5 separate regions of the Sus scrofa genome follow, and all the other regions are linked to region 5. Evidence: chromatin contacts called from public Hi-C and HiChIP or PLAC-seq data. All regions are on one chromosome and are shown on one strand. The core of a region is the stretch at or near the end of the contact, and the rest is flanking DNA. Distances in the headings are between cores, read along the strand shown. Region 1 has its middle 850 kb from the start of MYC. Region 2 has its middle 760 kb from the start of MYC. Region 3 has its middle 220 kb from the start of FAM84B. Region 4 has its middle 260 kb from the start of FAM84B. Region 5 holds the start of MYC (MYC proto-oncogene, bHLH transcription factor).

Evidence for each region. A called contact is a pair of places that touch in the nucleus more often than the background predicts. HiChIP or PLAC-seq counts read pairs in DNA pulled down with a chosen protein or histone mark.
Region 1: a contact with region 5 is called in an H3K27ac HiChIP or PLAC-seq map of skeletal muscle, with 11 times the contacts expected there. The contact joins the enhancer-like site here to the promoter of MYC in region 5. A contact is called at or near these places in 2 of 5 promoter capture datasets (fetal skeletal muscle and liver), 12 of 47 Hi-C or Micro-C datasets (alveolar macrophages, blood, embryonic fibroblasts and 9 more) and 1 of 2 datasets of contacts at active chromatin or transcription factors (skeletal muscle).
Region 2: a Hi-C map of alveolar macrophages shows a contact between it and region 5, with 5 times the contacts expected there. The contact joins the enhancer-like site here to the promoter of MYC in region 5. A contact is called at or near these places in 3 of 5 promoter capture datasets (fetal liver and liver), 15 of 47 Hi-C or Micro-C datasets (alveolar macrophages, blood, embryonic fibroblasts and 8 more) and 1 of 2 datasets of contacts at active chromatin or transcription factors (skeletal muscle).
Region 3: a Hi-C map of embryonic fibroblasts shows a contact between it and region 5, with 2.3 times the contacts expected there. The contact joins the enhancer-like site here to the promoter of MYC in region 5. A contact is called at or near these places in 1 of 5 promoter capture datasets (fetal skeletal muscle), 4 of 47 Hi-C or Micro-C datasets (embryonic fibroblasts, fetal skeletal muscle and fibroblasts) and 1 of 2 datasets of contacts at active chromatin or transcription factors (skeletal muscle).
Region 4: a Hi-C map of subcutaneous adipose tissue shows a contact between it and region 5, with 2.5 times the contacts expected there. The contact joins the enhancer-like site here to the promoter of MYC in region 5. A contact is called at or near these places in 2 of 5 promoter capture datasets (fetal skeletal muscle and liver), 11 of 47 Hi-C or Micro-C datasets (alveolar macrophages, brain, embryonic fibroblasts and 6 more) and 1 of 2 datasets of contacts at active chromatin or transcription factors (skeletal muscle).

The regions. Positions count from the first base shown.
Region 1 is chr4:11,609,011-11,611,710 of Sscrofa11.1, forward strand. No RefSeq gene overlaps it. Among named protein-coding and RNA genes, the nearest start is that of MYC, 850 kb to the right of the region's middle. Within about 2 kb of position 1,436, at least 27 of the 83 cell types and tissues checked have an H3K27ac peak or open chromatin away from gene starts, as enhancers often do. A contact at or near this core is called in fetal skeletal muscle and skeletal muscle, where this site is marked.
Region 2 is chr4:11,701,279-11,703,978 of Sscrofa11.1, forward strand. No RefSeq gene overlaps it. Among named protein-coding and RNA genes, the nearest start is that of MYC, 760 kb to the right of the region's middle. Within about 2 kb of position 1,268, at least 14 of the 83 cell types and tissues checked have an H3K27ac peak or open chromatin away from gene starts, as enhancers often do. A contact at or near this core is called in alveolar macrophages, where this site is marked.
Region 3 is chr4:13,222,816-13,225,515 of Sscrofa11.1, forward strand. No RefSeq gene overlaps it. Among named protein-coding and RNA genes, the nearest start is that of FAM84B, 220 kb to the right of the region's middle. Within about 2 kb of position 1,371, at least 16 of the 83 cell types and tissues checked have an H3K27ac peak or open chromatin away from gene starts, as enhancers often do. A contact at or near this core is called in embryonic fibroblasts and fetal skeletal muscle, where this site is marked.
Region 4 is chr4:13,182,047-13,184,746 of Sscrofa11.1, forward strand. No RefSeq gene overlaps it. Among named protein-coding and RNA genes, the nearest start is that of FAM84B, 260 kb to the right of the region's middle. Within about 2 kb of position 1,420, at least 22 of the 83 cell types and tissues checked have an H3K27ac peak or open chromatin away from gene starts, as enhancers often do. A contact at or near this core is called in retroperitoneal adipose tissue, skeletal muscle and subcutaneous adipose tissue, where this site is marked.
Region 5 is chr4:12,458,936-12,461,635 of Sscrofa11.1, forward strand. MYC (MYC proto-oncogene, bHLH transcription factor) reads right to left here and starts at 1,425. Exons shown (of 4, transcript NM_001005154.1): 1 at 805-1,425. The coding sequence starts at 834.

The sequences.
Region 1 (2,700 bases), core at 186-2,685, 850 kb before region 5:
CCCAAGAAAATGTGAGATAATACATATGTGTCATTTTCATATTTGGGGGTAATTTGTTGTATGACAACAGCGAGCCAACGGAGGGAGTGTGGGCAAGTTGCGTAACATCCCGTTGCCTCGGTTTATTATTATTTAAATAGAGATGCATATTCACGACAATTTCAGAAGATTGCTGGGAGGATTCTGGGAGATGATATATATATAAAGCCTGACATTTGGGAAATGGTTAAGTGTTATAAGTAGCAAAGCGGAGAGCCAAACCTGAGTCTGGCTGCTGCTGCAGCTCTTTTCCCTACAACACCTCTCTTGCCCTCTGCCCGGTCCGTCGTAAGAATCTTACCTTTAACATCTATTCACAACTCATTCACGGTTTTGGATGTTGTCGCTAACCACGTCCCTAAATGGACCTTGTTCCTGACTCAGCGTTATCCTCAGGTCCTAAATCCATTCTTGACCTTAAACCAAAAAAAAAGAATTGACTTTGCCACTTTACTGCCCCAAAACCTTTCTGGAGCCCCTGTTTTTCTCGACTTCTGGCTTCCTGTGCCCAGGTTAATTTACATTCAGTTTCCTGGGCCTCATTCCTGAGCTTAGAAGTATATATGAGATCTAAATGTGGAACCTGGAAAGACCGAAAGAAAGATAACTAAGGATGAGAAGATGTGTCTTCTTGTTTCATGTCTTCCTTAAGTAAGTTAACTCATCATTTCCTTTCGTTTTTTTGTACGATTTTTATTTTTTCTATTATAGTTGATTTACATATCGATGAATTTTAAACATCCCTCTGTCAGGAGTTCCCTTGTGGCACAGTGGGTTAAGGGTCCTGTATTGTCATTGCAGTGGCTCAGGTCACCGTTGTGGCACGAGTTGGAACTTCCACATGCTGTGGGCATCGTCAAGGAAAAAAATCCTTTACAACTAGTTTTTCCATAGTAATCCTTTTTTTTTTTTTTTTTTTTTTTAGCGAAGCTAATCCTCTCCTTCTTTCACCTGATGAGGGATTTTTGCAATATTAAATGTCCCTCCCTGAAGCTGCTTCAGCTTAGGCATGACTTTAAATATGGATAACCCATCCCCCTTACCACCCCGCTTCCTCCATAACCCACACTCCTTTCTCATGTAGAAAAATCTTTCTTCAAAATTCAAAAGGCCAAGGGGTCTTCCGAGGGAAGTTAAATCCCTTTATATTTTGCCAGAGAACTTTCCCACAAAGAGGAAATTCTACAAATACTCAGATGACATCACCAAGAAAAGGCCCTTGTTCCCCCAGGGCCCAGCCTCCCTGGAAGATGACAAGGGTTAGGGCTAGAGAAAGCCCGGGCTACTTGTCGGATTTGGCAAGCGGCAGCCAACAGCTGGTCAAGCCGGTTAATTAGCCCTGCGCTCTGCTCCCGTCCAGCCTTTACTGGCAAAGGCAGAGGCAAGCGGTTCTGGCCTGCTCTTCTCTTTCTATTAACAAAGCCCAGTGCCATCGGATTACCTTGGCCGGGGGCCAGGCCTGCTCGCCGTTTGCCTGCCTGCGCGTTACCATGGCGATGGCGATGCGCCTTTTGCCAAGGCAGCAGCTGGTGGATGGCTAGCGATTACCTGCCAAGCAGATTTACGAGCTCCAAAATGCAGACCTTTCTCTGATAAGTAACAGAAGAGGGAAGTTCCAGACTGAGACAAGGACGGAAGGGTCCCTGCACCTTTTGACCCATCCCTTCTATTTTAATTTGCGAACAAAAGATGATTATCCTCCACCGTTTGTCCAGATGCCCATCCGCTAAGCTCATAGGCCCATCTTGTCTCATCTTTTTCTTGCATCATCTTATTTGGAGGAGAGGCAATAAACAGTTTAGTCTTTGTCTTTGCTGCGAGAAACACGCTACCCGCCCTCAGCATCCTGCAGCAGGAGCAGCAGCGCCTCCCACACAGCCCAGTGCAGCGCTGGGCGGGAGGGAGGGGGCTCCAGCCATGAAAAGAATTTCCGGAAAGGAAAAAAAGCAGTGCCCCCTTTGATAGAATTATGAAAATTTAGTGGAAAGCATAGGATGATAATAGTTTTCACCTAAGAAGAGATTCCCAGGGAATTCTGGGTCCCTGAATTTTAGGATTTTTTTCTCTCCTTAAATTTTATGTGGAAAGCATTTATTAAACACTACCTGTATGTAGACTTTGTTTTTATTGACTTTCAAGCAACAGTCTTTTATTATTTCCATATGGATTCAATACTGGGACCATCTAGAATGAGTAAGCTTTCAAAAGGCAGACATGGGGAGGTGAGCAGGGCACTCTGGGCAGAGAAGGTGGGCTCATTCCGGGACAGAGGCAGGACTCAAGAGAGGAGTGTTTTGGATAGCTCAAGTGGGAGCTGTGCATGGGAGCAAGGAGAGCAGAAGCAGCAAGTTAGGGGCAGCAGGCTGGGTTTTCAATGTCTTAGAGAACTCGTCATTGAGGAACTTATATGCTGTTCTCCAGGCAATAGAGAGCTAATAAAGTTCTTAAGCCAGAGTAAAACAAGCAGTTATGCTTTAGGAATGAAACTCACTGCGCTGCATGCAGAATGGATGGGGGTGGAGCGGAGAGCGATGGAATAATGGGTGAAATGTATCAGGAAAAGGGCGCTTTCCTATCAAGGGATGAGGAAGTGGATGCAAGACCGGTTTCAGCAATGGTTCCATATTAACATCATGACAGCTGATGCAGAGGGGAGGCCTT
Region 2 (2,700 bases), core at 18-2,517, 760 kb before region 5:
GGTCACGCTGATATTGCCCACGCGACTTCCGGAAGGGAGACGTGGAAAAGGACCGGATGGAGGGCACAGGGTGGCAAAGTTGCCTCTCTTCTCTTGGCTGAGCAAAAAGGAGTCTCTTTCTTCCACTTGGAGTCTACGATGCACACTCACCTGCATCTGCAAAGCCTGCAAGGCAGGAAAGAGGCTTTGCAATGTTCAACCTTTGTTCCTACTGATTTTTGGAAAGAGTCATATGAATTCTACAGAGGGTGGTTGGGGCTACAAGATACCTCCAAAGAGGAAGTGGGAACACAAACACTGGAGAGAAAAGAGTCCTTAATAAGGAGGTTGCAATCACTAGGAGGAAGCCTTCCAAACATACTGTTTCTTCTCTCTTTTTGCCCTTTCTGGAGGATGAAAGGGCAGGGAGCTGCACTGTCCAGATCACTTTCTTTTTATGAGCAGCTGTTTCATCCTTTGTCCACCACAATTCTCCTTGCTTCTCACTCGCTCACAACTCTACTCTTCGAGGATAAGTTACTTTCTAATTGCTGACCCCAGTGGTTTAGTCTGTGTTGCTCTCTTCTTCCTATCTGTCACTCGCAATGTCTCCACTTGGGCATCCCTTTGTTAGAGTAGAGCTCATTCCCTCCAGTTACCCCTTTCCTGTTTTCCTTGAAAACCAGCACACAAGACCAAGAGCATAAGACCATGAAGCAGTACAGGGACAGACAGGGCAGTTAAGGGCTCAGACTCTGAAGTCAGACACACCTGTTGTAAAATCGTGTGCTCTTAGCCAAGCCTACATTTCAGTGTCTTCATTTGCAAAACTGACAGCCATATATCTCATGTCTCACAGGGTGCATGCAAAGTCCTTGGCACATAGTAAGGACTTAATAAATCTTAGTTACTAGTACTGGCAGCATCGTCATTATCACTGTAGTCGTTGTTATATTAAGCCCCATCATCATCCTTATCTTCTTTAAACATTATGAGGAAGAAGACAAGAAATAAGAAACACAGGTTTGAAAATTTCTAGAAATTTCAGAATCTTACTAAATTTTCACTGTGGTTTTTTAAGACTATGCCTTAGTCCTTTTACTTATATTTTCTAAGGATGTCTTTTTCTCAAGAGAAGGTGTACATTTACATGGTAAGGAGAAGGAACTGGTCTATGCCTACCTCAACCCCAACACCTGGCACAGCTGGCCCGAGGTGAGGATCTGAAGAAGGCAGAGCAGGGCCGTGGCCACCCAGTCCTCTAACAGTCTCTTGGTTCCCCTTTGCCCTGGGTCAAATGCAGAGGGCCCAGCACTTGGGCTTCCTTCTGCCTTGGCATTTACTACACTATGTTTATAGCTGCTCCAGGGCTGTGGTCCATTTTCTTAAATGCCTCCCTGACTAGATCACAGGTGCCTCTAGAATGCAAGTGTGTTTAATTCATCTCTGTGTTCATCAGCCCAAGCACAGTACAGGAGGAAGGAGCTGGGCCAGGGCTCCCTCTTTCTCATCACTTTTCTCAGTCTCACTTTCTGTTCCTCATCTGTCAGTGAAGAGTCACATTGGGAGAGAATCGCAGCTATAAATAACCCTCCCTCCTCAAACACACACCCACTCCAGTGGACAAATGAGGAAATGGGCTCTAAGACCAAACACCCTGGATCTGGGATCTCACAAGAGGTGAGCAAGGTGAGCATGGGGGAGTCAGACTTCCTGGCTCACATTCCCACACAGTCTCTGTCTTCATGGGCTCATAGGCTCTACTGAGTGTTTATCATTTGGGGGAACCCCAGACAGGTGACTCACCACAGAGAACTACCCTGTTTTCACAGGAAGGATCACCTGCACGCCTTCCCTCATGCCCTTCTTGACTGAAAACTGCCCCTGACATCCAGTGACCACATCCTCCTTGCCATTTACACCTAGATAGGGTCTTCCCCTCTTCCCCTTCCTCCTCCCCCACCCCTACTTTCTTGAAAAATTGACTTATTCTGGGCAACAGTCCCATTCTCTTATATTAATGTGAAGATGGGTGCTAAACTGGTCACATCTATATGCATTTTTAGAAGGGTTTTTAGAGCTCATTGTCTCTAATCCAAAGAGTGATGGCAAATCCTAAGTTCAGGAGAGTAGACATGACTAGGTGGCATTTCCAGATGATGGGGATATGGAGGGACAGTAGGAAGGCTTGTGCTACTGGTCACGATGCAAACTCAGTAGCCCGTGCCTTTGAATGTGTTGATAAGTCAGATAATTGGTGAGTGAAGTATGTATTGTCTGATCCAGAGATTGTGCAATATCCCACTTTAGCGCCCAAAGTCTTGATGGCATAGCCTACTCCTTCCTCATAAGGAACATGGAAATAAAAGCCATGGAAGTAATTATTATCAGAGGTATCATTGGTCTATTGACCTTTCCCTACATGCAGGTCATATAATGTGACTATCACATTTTGAGGTAGGAGTCATTGTAAAGACAACTCAACTCAGAGAACTTGGATCATGTTACACGGCTCAGAAGTGGCTTTGAATCCAGGGATGTCTTACTCCAAAGCCCACTCCTTGGATTTCCCACATGGTGGCCATGATCCTATGGTTCTCTGGCAGACACACAGGAAGTGTGGGTTTAGTGATGGGAACACAGAGATGGAGAAGAATACCTGGAAAGGGATCACTGATAGGAAGCCAAGGGGTCACTTGTTTGTTTGTTTGTTTCCTTTAA
Region 3 (2,700 bases), core at 121-2,620, 760 kb after region 5:
GCTGTGGTGTAGGTCGCAGACACAGCTTGGATCCCACATTGCTGTGGCTGTGGCATAAGCTGGTAGCTGCAGCTCTGATCTGATCCCTAGGCTAGGAACCTCCATATGCCCTGGGTGCGGTGCTAAAAAGACTATATATATATATATATATATATATATATATATAAATTGAATATTTACGTATCTCTCCACCATGGAAAGGCTGGGAGGGTAGGTGCCATGTCTCATTTATATTTGTATTCATAACACATAACATAGTGACTGGCTTTGTAAAAACTCAATAATGCTGAGTGAATGAGGGAACGTGCTAAATTTAACTGCAGGGCCAGCTTCTGCTCAGAGGCTTGTGGCTCTCCTCCACCCCAGACAAAGTAAGTCATCCCCTTTTATTTCCCACTGCGGCCAAGCCTCCTACATTTCAGTCATATTTACTTGGGCAATATCCCACTCCCCCACTAGACTGTAAGTGCCCTGAGAGAAGCCACTCCATCTGTAGGACCTATCCCAGTGTTTATTTGCTAAAAGGATGCCTGAACAGGCTGAGAGTGCTCTCTGACTCCTAGGAACTCTGTGACTGAACTGCCCAAGGCACTGACATGGGCCTTGAGTGGGTGACCAGGCCTTGCTCACACTTCCTGCTTCCCTCCAGAACCCCCTGCTTGCCCAGCTCAAAGACTCGACTCTCTGTGTGGCAAAGCTCTGGAATCTGGCTGCTAAACTCCGAAGACAGGAAGACAGAGAGGCCAGGGAGTCATTTGAAATGACTGTCCTGAGCTCCCGTTTCATCATGTGTATGCACTTAGTGACACATCAGGAAATTTTTTTCCAGCAGCGAGTTTTTTTTCCTCCGTCCACTTGTGGACATGTTGAAAGATCACACATAGGTTTTCAATGAAGTCACTGACAATCAGGGGAAGCCAGCAGCCACAGCTGGTGGGTCCGAGTCTCACCCCCCCCCCCAGGGGGGACAATTTAATCTCTTGGCCTCACATTGGGAAAGCAGTCTGAGGAAGGTAAAGACTCTGTTAACCTTTTTTTTGAAGAAAGAAAGATCAAGAGTAACAAGAAGAAACTGTATGACTTGAGGCAGCTGCTGCTGTTACTAAAAAGTAAGAAAGGAGGTGGGAGGGGCCTTAGCCCGTGGATGACAGGAGGCTTGTTATCAGCGGCCAGGGTGGCCGGGACTGGTGCTCCTGGGAGAATATCACTTCCTTTGTGGAGTAAGATAGGAGAAGATTTCTAGCCCCCACGGAGCAGCGTAGGGAGTCTGGGGTTTGGGGACACTTTCTGATTCAGGATGCCTGGATTCAAACAATGTCAGTATCGCTTGTGAGGCTCGTAAGCGATGAGTAACAGGAGAGGGATGATTCATAGGCCAGGGAACCCTGGAAGCAGTCAGTAAAGTCTTGAAAGATGCAGGCAGCGGTGTAGCACAGCTGTTGGTCTTGCCACTTGTGGATTCGGGGTGGGTGGGGGGAGCCATTCCAATGAGCCAGCAGTTCTCATCCTGACTGCTTGCACCACAGCCATGATTTCACCCCATAGAGCCTCTTCCGAAAAGCAAATCAAAAAGAGGTTCAGAGACTGTGGAGGGCCCCGATGCTCACATTTCCTGCTGAATCCAGAGGTCTACATGCTTGACTAGGATTCCCTGATCATATTTTTGTCCATCAGCCAATTAAAAGAGTGCATCATTCAAAAGGAAAGCTTAATTGCCTCTGAAACTAGGACATTTCGTACTCAAAAGGAATAGCTGACCGGGAGCAATGACCACCTCTATGGTTACATGTAATGAGACCGAAATGCTATCAGAACGTACTGATCAGCTCTCAGAGCTTTTCAACACCACATTCACAAAGATAAATAAGGTGCAGTCACCGACCTTGAGGAACTCATCAGGAACAAGGTGGAGAGAGCCACATAAACAGGGGATTACGACACAGTGGCGTATGTGCTACAGTGAAGTTTATGCCTACTGTGAACACTGAGACTGAGGAGAGGAGGGATGAGGAATAAAGAAGCCAGAAAGGACGGAGGGCAACAATAAGAAAGAAGAGATCAGGGAGCTCCTGTTGTGGCAAAGAGGAAACGAAGCCAACTAGGAAGCATGAGGTTGCAGGTTCGATCCCTGGCCTTGCTCAGTGGGTTAAGGATCCAGCATTGTCGTGAGCTGTGGTGTAGGTCACAGACGTGGCTCAGATCCTGCGTAGCTGTGGCTCTGGTGTAGGCCGGCAGCTACAGCTCCGATTAGACGCCTAGCCTGGGAACCTCCAAATGCCACGGGGGCAGCCCAAGAAATCACAAAAAGATAACAAAAAAAAAGAAAAAGAAAGAAAACAGAGTAATACCAAAAGACAATGGATTGTATACTAACATTACTATATAATCCATTATCTTTCAATTGTACTCATACACATGAATAATAGAGCATATACATATGTGTGATATACATGTATATATAATAAAGTAATATATATGGTTGGGGCATCACATGATGATAAAACAATCTACAGGAAAATAGTAATCCTAAATATATATGCACTAAAGAACAAACCCTCAAAACATATAAAACAAAAACTCATAAAGCTGAAAGAAGAACTGTAGTTGAGGACTCTTAACACTTTACTCATAGAAAGTAACAGAACTACCAGACAGAAAATCAGCAAAGTTATAGAATGGAGCAATACAACCAAACAGTAA
Region 4 (2,700 bases), core at 170-2,669, 720 kb after region 5:
CCCACTCATAAAATATATCTGCATCACAGAGCCTAATGGAGCCCTTAAATCACATCATGGAGACAGCTTGGGGCTCCACCTGATGCTGATTCCAGGACTGAGGTGGTTGCTACAGCCGGGGCATCTGGGGTTGGATACTAATGTCCGTTAATGCACAGGAACTCAGGTCCTTTAGGGACCCAGCAAGCATACTCCTGCCCTGTGGGGACCACCAACTTATGAGATGCTCCGGAAATCCTTTAGAGCTCATCAAATTTACCCCTTGTTCCATCTGTTCGCTCTAGATATGGAGCAGGGTGTGTGTGTGTGTGTGTGTGTGTGTGTGTGTGTGTGTGCGCGCCTAGGTAAATGGACTCCTGACCCCAGTGTCAGGGACCTGGCTTCTCTCCCACTTTGTGCCAGCCTTAGTTCCCAAATGAAGAGCCTGAGGTAGAGCCTGTACCAAGGTAGTTTATTTTGGAAGCAATCCCAAGACCATGAGTGAAGCACCAGTGAGTAAAATAGGAAGGAAGAAACGTGAGCATCAGTTCGGGCATGACTGGGAGTGACTGACTGGGAGTGAAATATGTCTCAGAACCATTCACCTGGGAGAATGAGAAGGGGAAACGTTTATCCAACAGTGCCAGCTCCCTTTGGGTCAGGAGTGGCCCCTCCAACCTTAACCTCTCGAACAGTTCATCCTTAGAAGCCAAGCAAAGTTGTACAGTGAGCCAGAGAAGCCTGGGGAAGGAGGATTAGCTGCTCCACCTCCCCTGGCACACAGGCTGTTGGAACTGCATGGAACAGTGCACAGAATACGGGGCCGGGAGGGTGGGAAAGAGTGTAAAAAGGTGCCTCACACTCAGCCTTCCACTCACCCCCCCCAACACCACCACAGCAGGTGTTCGGGGCACCATCTCATCTGGTCCTCCCCCATTCCCAAGCAGCTGGCATCTTTTTCTTCCTTTCACAGACTAGGACCTTGAACCTCAGAGATGTCAGGTAACTTAGAGTGGCTGAAGGGGACTCAAACCCAGGCTACACACCTTGGACTCCTCCTTTCTTCACCCCTGAGCTGGGGAATGGAGATTCCAGACACATCACTGCATCTTTCTGATTCTTGGTGTCCTTGTCTGCAAGATCACGCTGATAACCTCTGCCTCCTTCCTGGGTTGTGATGAAGAACGAGAAATGTGTGTAAACTATAAAAGGAAGTACATATGCAAGGACTTTTTTTTTTCTTCAAAAGGCAAAAAAGGAAGGAAAGGAAAGGAAAGGAAAGGAAAGGAAAGGAAAGGAGGAAGGAAGGAAGGAAGAAAGAAAAAGAAAGAAAGAAAGAGAAAGAAAGGAAGAAAGAAAGGAACAGTACAACAGCATGTGCTGGTAGCAGAGGAAGGGATGGACATGTTTGAAAGCCACATCCATGACTTGGGTGGTTCTGCTTGAATAGACAGCTGCCACAAAGAGCCTGGAGCTGAGGCAGATTCCTTCTGTTTAGGGGACAGCCTTTCACTGGGGTTCAAATAAACATCTAAGTAACCGGGGGCAGAAGAACGGTTGCTGGGTGTGCCTCTGGTTATCCTAGAGAAACAAAAGCTAAGAACTACAGTTTCTCTCATATGAAGTGGAGCAGCTTTGCAATTGAAAGACAGAGCAATCCGCCTGGAGCAATTATGTTTTCATTATTATTCCCAAGCTGCTGTGTCACAAATCACATTTTCCATCCCCGGGCGTGTTGGTGCAGAGCTGCTGACTGCAGTTCCCATCATTCTACCAGCTGACTGCTCCAGCCGGGCCCTGGGAGCAGCGAGCCGGTGTCTCATTAACTGCAGTACCTGCACACAGATTGCAAACCCAGCGGAGCAGATGCTGTGTATTGAGGAAAACCTCCTCGTTTTAAAACGACCACAAGGTCCTTTTTACTATCAAATTCCTATTGGGATTTTTCTAGAAAGAAAGACCGTGAACCCCTTGAAGATGTTTGTGTCGACCTGCATTACAGCTCAGCTGAGACTGCTGAGGCTGGGCGTAACTTTGACTCGCAGGCACAAACACAAACACGCCCAGGCTCCATTGAAAAGTGGCAGACTTGAGAGCGCAGGGGCGCTGCCAGGCTCATGCCGCCATCATGTGGCCATAGGAGGAACTGCACCGAGGACAGGGGACCGCCAAATTTGCTATGGACTGTTGTGTCTTCCTTCCTCCAGCCCTTCCTCCCTCTCTCTCTCCCTTTTTCCTCTCCTCCTTCCTTCCTCTTCTCACTTCCCTCTTCCCTTCTTCCCTCCTACTTTCTTACACTGTGACAAACACTGGGATACAAAAATGCATCTGAGACGCCTTGTGCTTTTAAGTAGCCTGGTAGAAGGAGAGGAAAAGGGGAAGGGAAATAATTAAGTTCCACGGTTTCCAGCCCCTTCTCCTGGGTTCCTAAGAATGATCACAGTTAATTCTCACAAAAGCCCTGTGTGGGAGGGGGCATTACTGACACCAGTTGTCAAATTAATTTGAAGGGTCAGCCAACAAATCCTTGATTACTTGGTCATTAAAATAGATCAGGCAAATTCAAAGTCAAAATCGTGCAGTTTATATTTTAAAAAAGCTGATTCTTGCAAAACTTCACAAGCGTTACATCTAGGGGCGCAAATTATGCTTTTGCTTACTTATAGCTCTGAATAAAAATCAGTACTTTACCTCCAAACAGGCCTTAAGACCACGTCCTTA
Region 5 (2,700 bases), core at 175-2,674:
GAGCGGGGACACCAGAGGCGGCCGAGGAGCCAAGGCGGGGTGCGGAGATTTGTCCTCGTTTTCCCCCGAGTCAATAATTCCAGGAGAATCGGACACATCTTTGCGCCAGCCTCCCTCTCCCCCGTCCCCGCGCTTCCCCAACACCAAGTCTTAACATCTCCGAGGACCAAGAGCTTTAATTTCATTATTCTTTTAAAAAGCCAAACGCCAACTTCTAAGAGGAGCCGGGGGGCGAATTGAAGCGCCGCGGGGATCGGCGGGCGGGACTCGCCGCAGTCTCCGCTGTCACAAATGCGGTAAGCCGAAATTTAAATGCCCTTTCGGAGACGGCAAAAAGTCAGAGGCTGCGGAGCTCTCGCTCCACACGCAATATGTAATTCTTACTCCTAGGAGCTCAGGACGTAAAGGGTTTTCTGCCCACTGCGAAGCATACCCCCCTTCTCCCTCCAAAAGGCAAAAAAGCAATCAAATGCAATAAAGCAAGAATGCCCAGCCGGCCGAGGTCAGCGTTCATCTACATTAAAACAAAAATACACAAAAACAACCAACCCCTCTAAAGGCTACTTTCAAAAAAAAGCACCCCGTTCTCCCTCTGCCTTCCTCTCTTCCTTCTTGACAAGTCATTGCACCCCGACCCAGCTCTGGTTCGTCCCCACCCTACCCCGACCAACCACAACTACTCTGAGAAAAGTGTCAATAGAGCAGGAATGGGAGAAAAGACACCCCAATTCGGGCATTCGACTCATCGCGGATTGAAAGCGGTAGCAAGAAGAAATTAAAAGACAAATAGGTCTGGGTGCTCACCGGGTTTTCCACTATCCGAAGGAAATCCAGCGTCCAAAAAGCGGCGAGGAGCGCCTTTCAGAGGAGCGAGTCGTGGGCAGCGACAGGGAAAAGTGTCTCCCCAAATAGGCAGAATAGCCTCTCCGCGTCCGGAGAGTCGCGTTGTCGCTCGGGTGTTGTAAGTTCCAGTGGAAAGTACCCGCCCGCTGCAGTGGGCAAAGTTTCGTGGATGCGGCGCGGGTGGCGGACCGCTGGCAGGGGTCGGCGGGCAGGGTGGGGTGGGGGCGGCCGGGACGGAGGCGAAGACCCTCTTTCACTCCGGATCTCCCTTCCCCCGGGCGCCCAGAGCGCGACTCAGCTTGCTCGGCCGGCTCTGCTCTTCCACCCTGGAGGGCCCGCCCGCTCGCTCCCTCTGCCTCTCGCTGGAATTACTACAGCGAGTCAGAGAAAGCCCAGAAAACCGGCTTTTATACTGCTAGGAACACCCCTCCCCTCCGTGCTCTTTTTCCCGCCAAGCCTCTGTATAGCCCTGCCCTTCCAGAGGCAGTGGGGAGCCTAGCGGTGGCCGGGGTGCGGCAAAGGCGGCGGCAGCCGAGAGATGCGCAGCCGGAGGGTCCTCAGCCGCGCAGACCCTCGCCTATAAAGGGCCGGTGGGCGGGGATTCGCGAGAGCGGATCTTTTTTTTCTTTTTCCCCCCGCCCTCGGCTTTGGGAACCCGGGAGGGGCGCTTCAGCCCGGGGAGGGAGGGAGGGGTTGGGTGGTTGGGAGGGAGGAGACTCAGCCCTTTGAGCCTGGCACTCCAGTGCGCAGAGCTTTCGGATGTAAACAGAGTAAGAGTGCCGCATGAATTAACTGCGCGCGCCTACCATTTTCTTTTGCTCCCGCTCAAACCCTCTTTCTCTGCTGCTTGCTCCTCTGGCGCAGCGCTCTGGGTGACAAACCGCATACTGGTCCCTTGTGCTTAAATCATCGCGGGCGGAACAGCTGACCCTCCACACTGAGAATACACGGTGTACCCACCGCCAAGCCACGCACGTCCCGGGCCGAGGGGGCGCCTCCCTAAGACTGGGGAAAGGGCAGCGTTTGGAAAATAAGCCCTACGAAGAGAGGAGGAAAGAAGGGGGTATTTGCGGGTGCGCGTTGTGTGTGTGTGGTGTGGGGTAAGTGTAGATGGGGAAAAATGATCAGAGGTGTAGGGAGGAAAATGGTACCTGGAATTATTTTAAAAAACTCAGCAACGCATTGCCACGTATACTTGGAGAGCGAGTTCTGAATAAACACCCACTGCATTTGTTGGGGGTGTTAGGCATTCTGTGTGTACAGCTACCTCGACTGAGCACCTTCCATCTAGAATGAAACCCCTAAATCGCTGCCAAAGCCTCGGTCGACCCCTCACCTCCGGGCTCCGCTGGCGCAGACCGACACAGACCTCCGCGGGAGCCCGCTTGCCCCCCTGGACGCGCTAAGCCCTGAGATCTTTCTGCCGGTTCCGGAGCTGGAGTAAAGGAGGAGCGCGCTTGCGGGTGCGCGCTGCGGGGGACTCTCCGCTCCCTACCCACTCTCTGCTCCCCACCCACTCTCTGCCCTTCTGCACCCTCATCCCACACCCCCGCACCTCTCGCTCGGAGGTCCCAGTTCTGCACCCAGGTTTCAGTAGAGACGAATCCTTTTTGCGCCCCGTGGCGTCGGTTTGCACTACGCTGGGGCTCCCAGGTTGGGGGAAATCGAAGGCGCTAGACGCGAGAATACTGGGGAGGGGGACGCGAGTCGCAGGACCAGACTCCCCAGAAGAGGGAAGGAGACGAGCTGGCGGATCCTGCCTGGGGAGTCAGCATAGTCCCTGGCGACGAAAACCGTTAACTCTTTCCTCCTCGGACAAACTGGACGTTGACTTTCCTTTCTGGGTCTTCTTTGCTT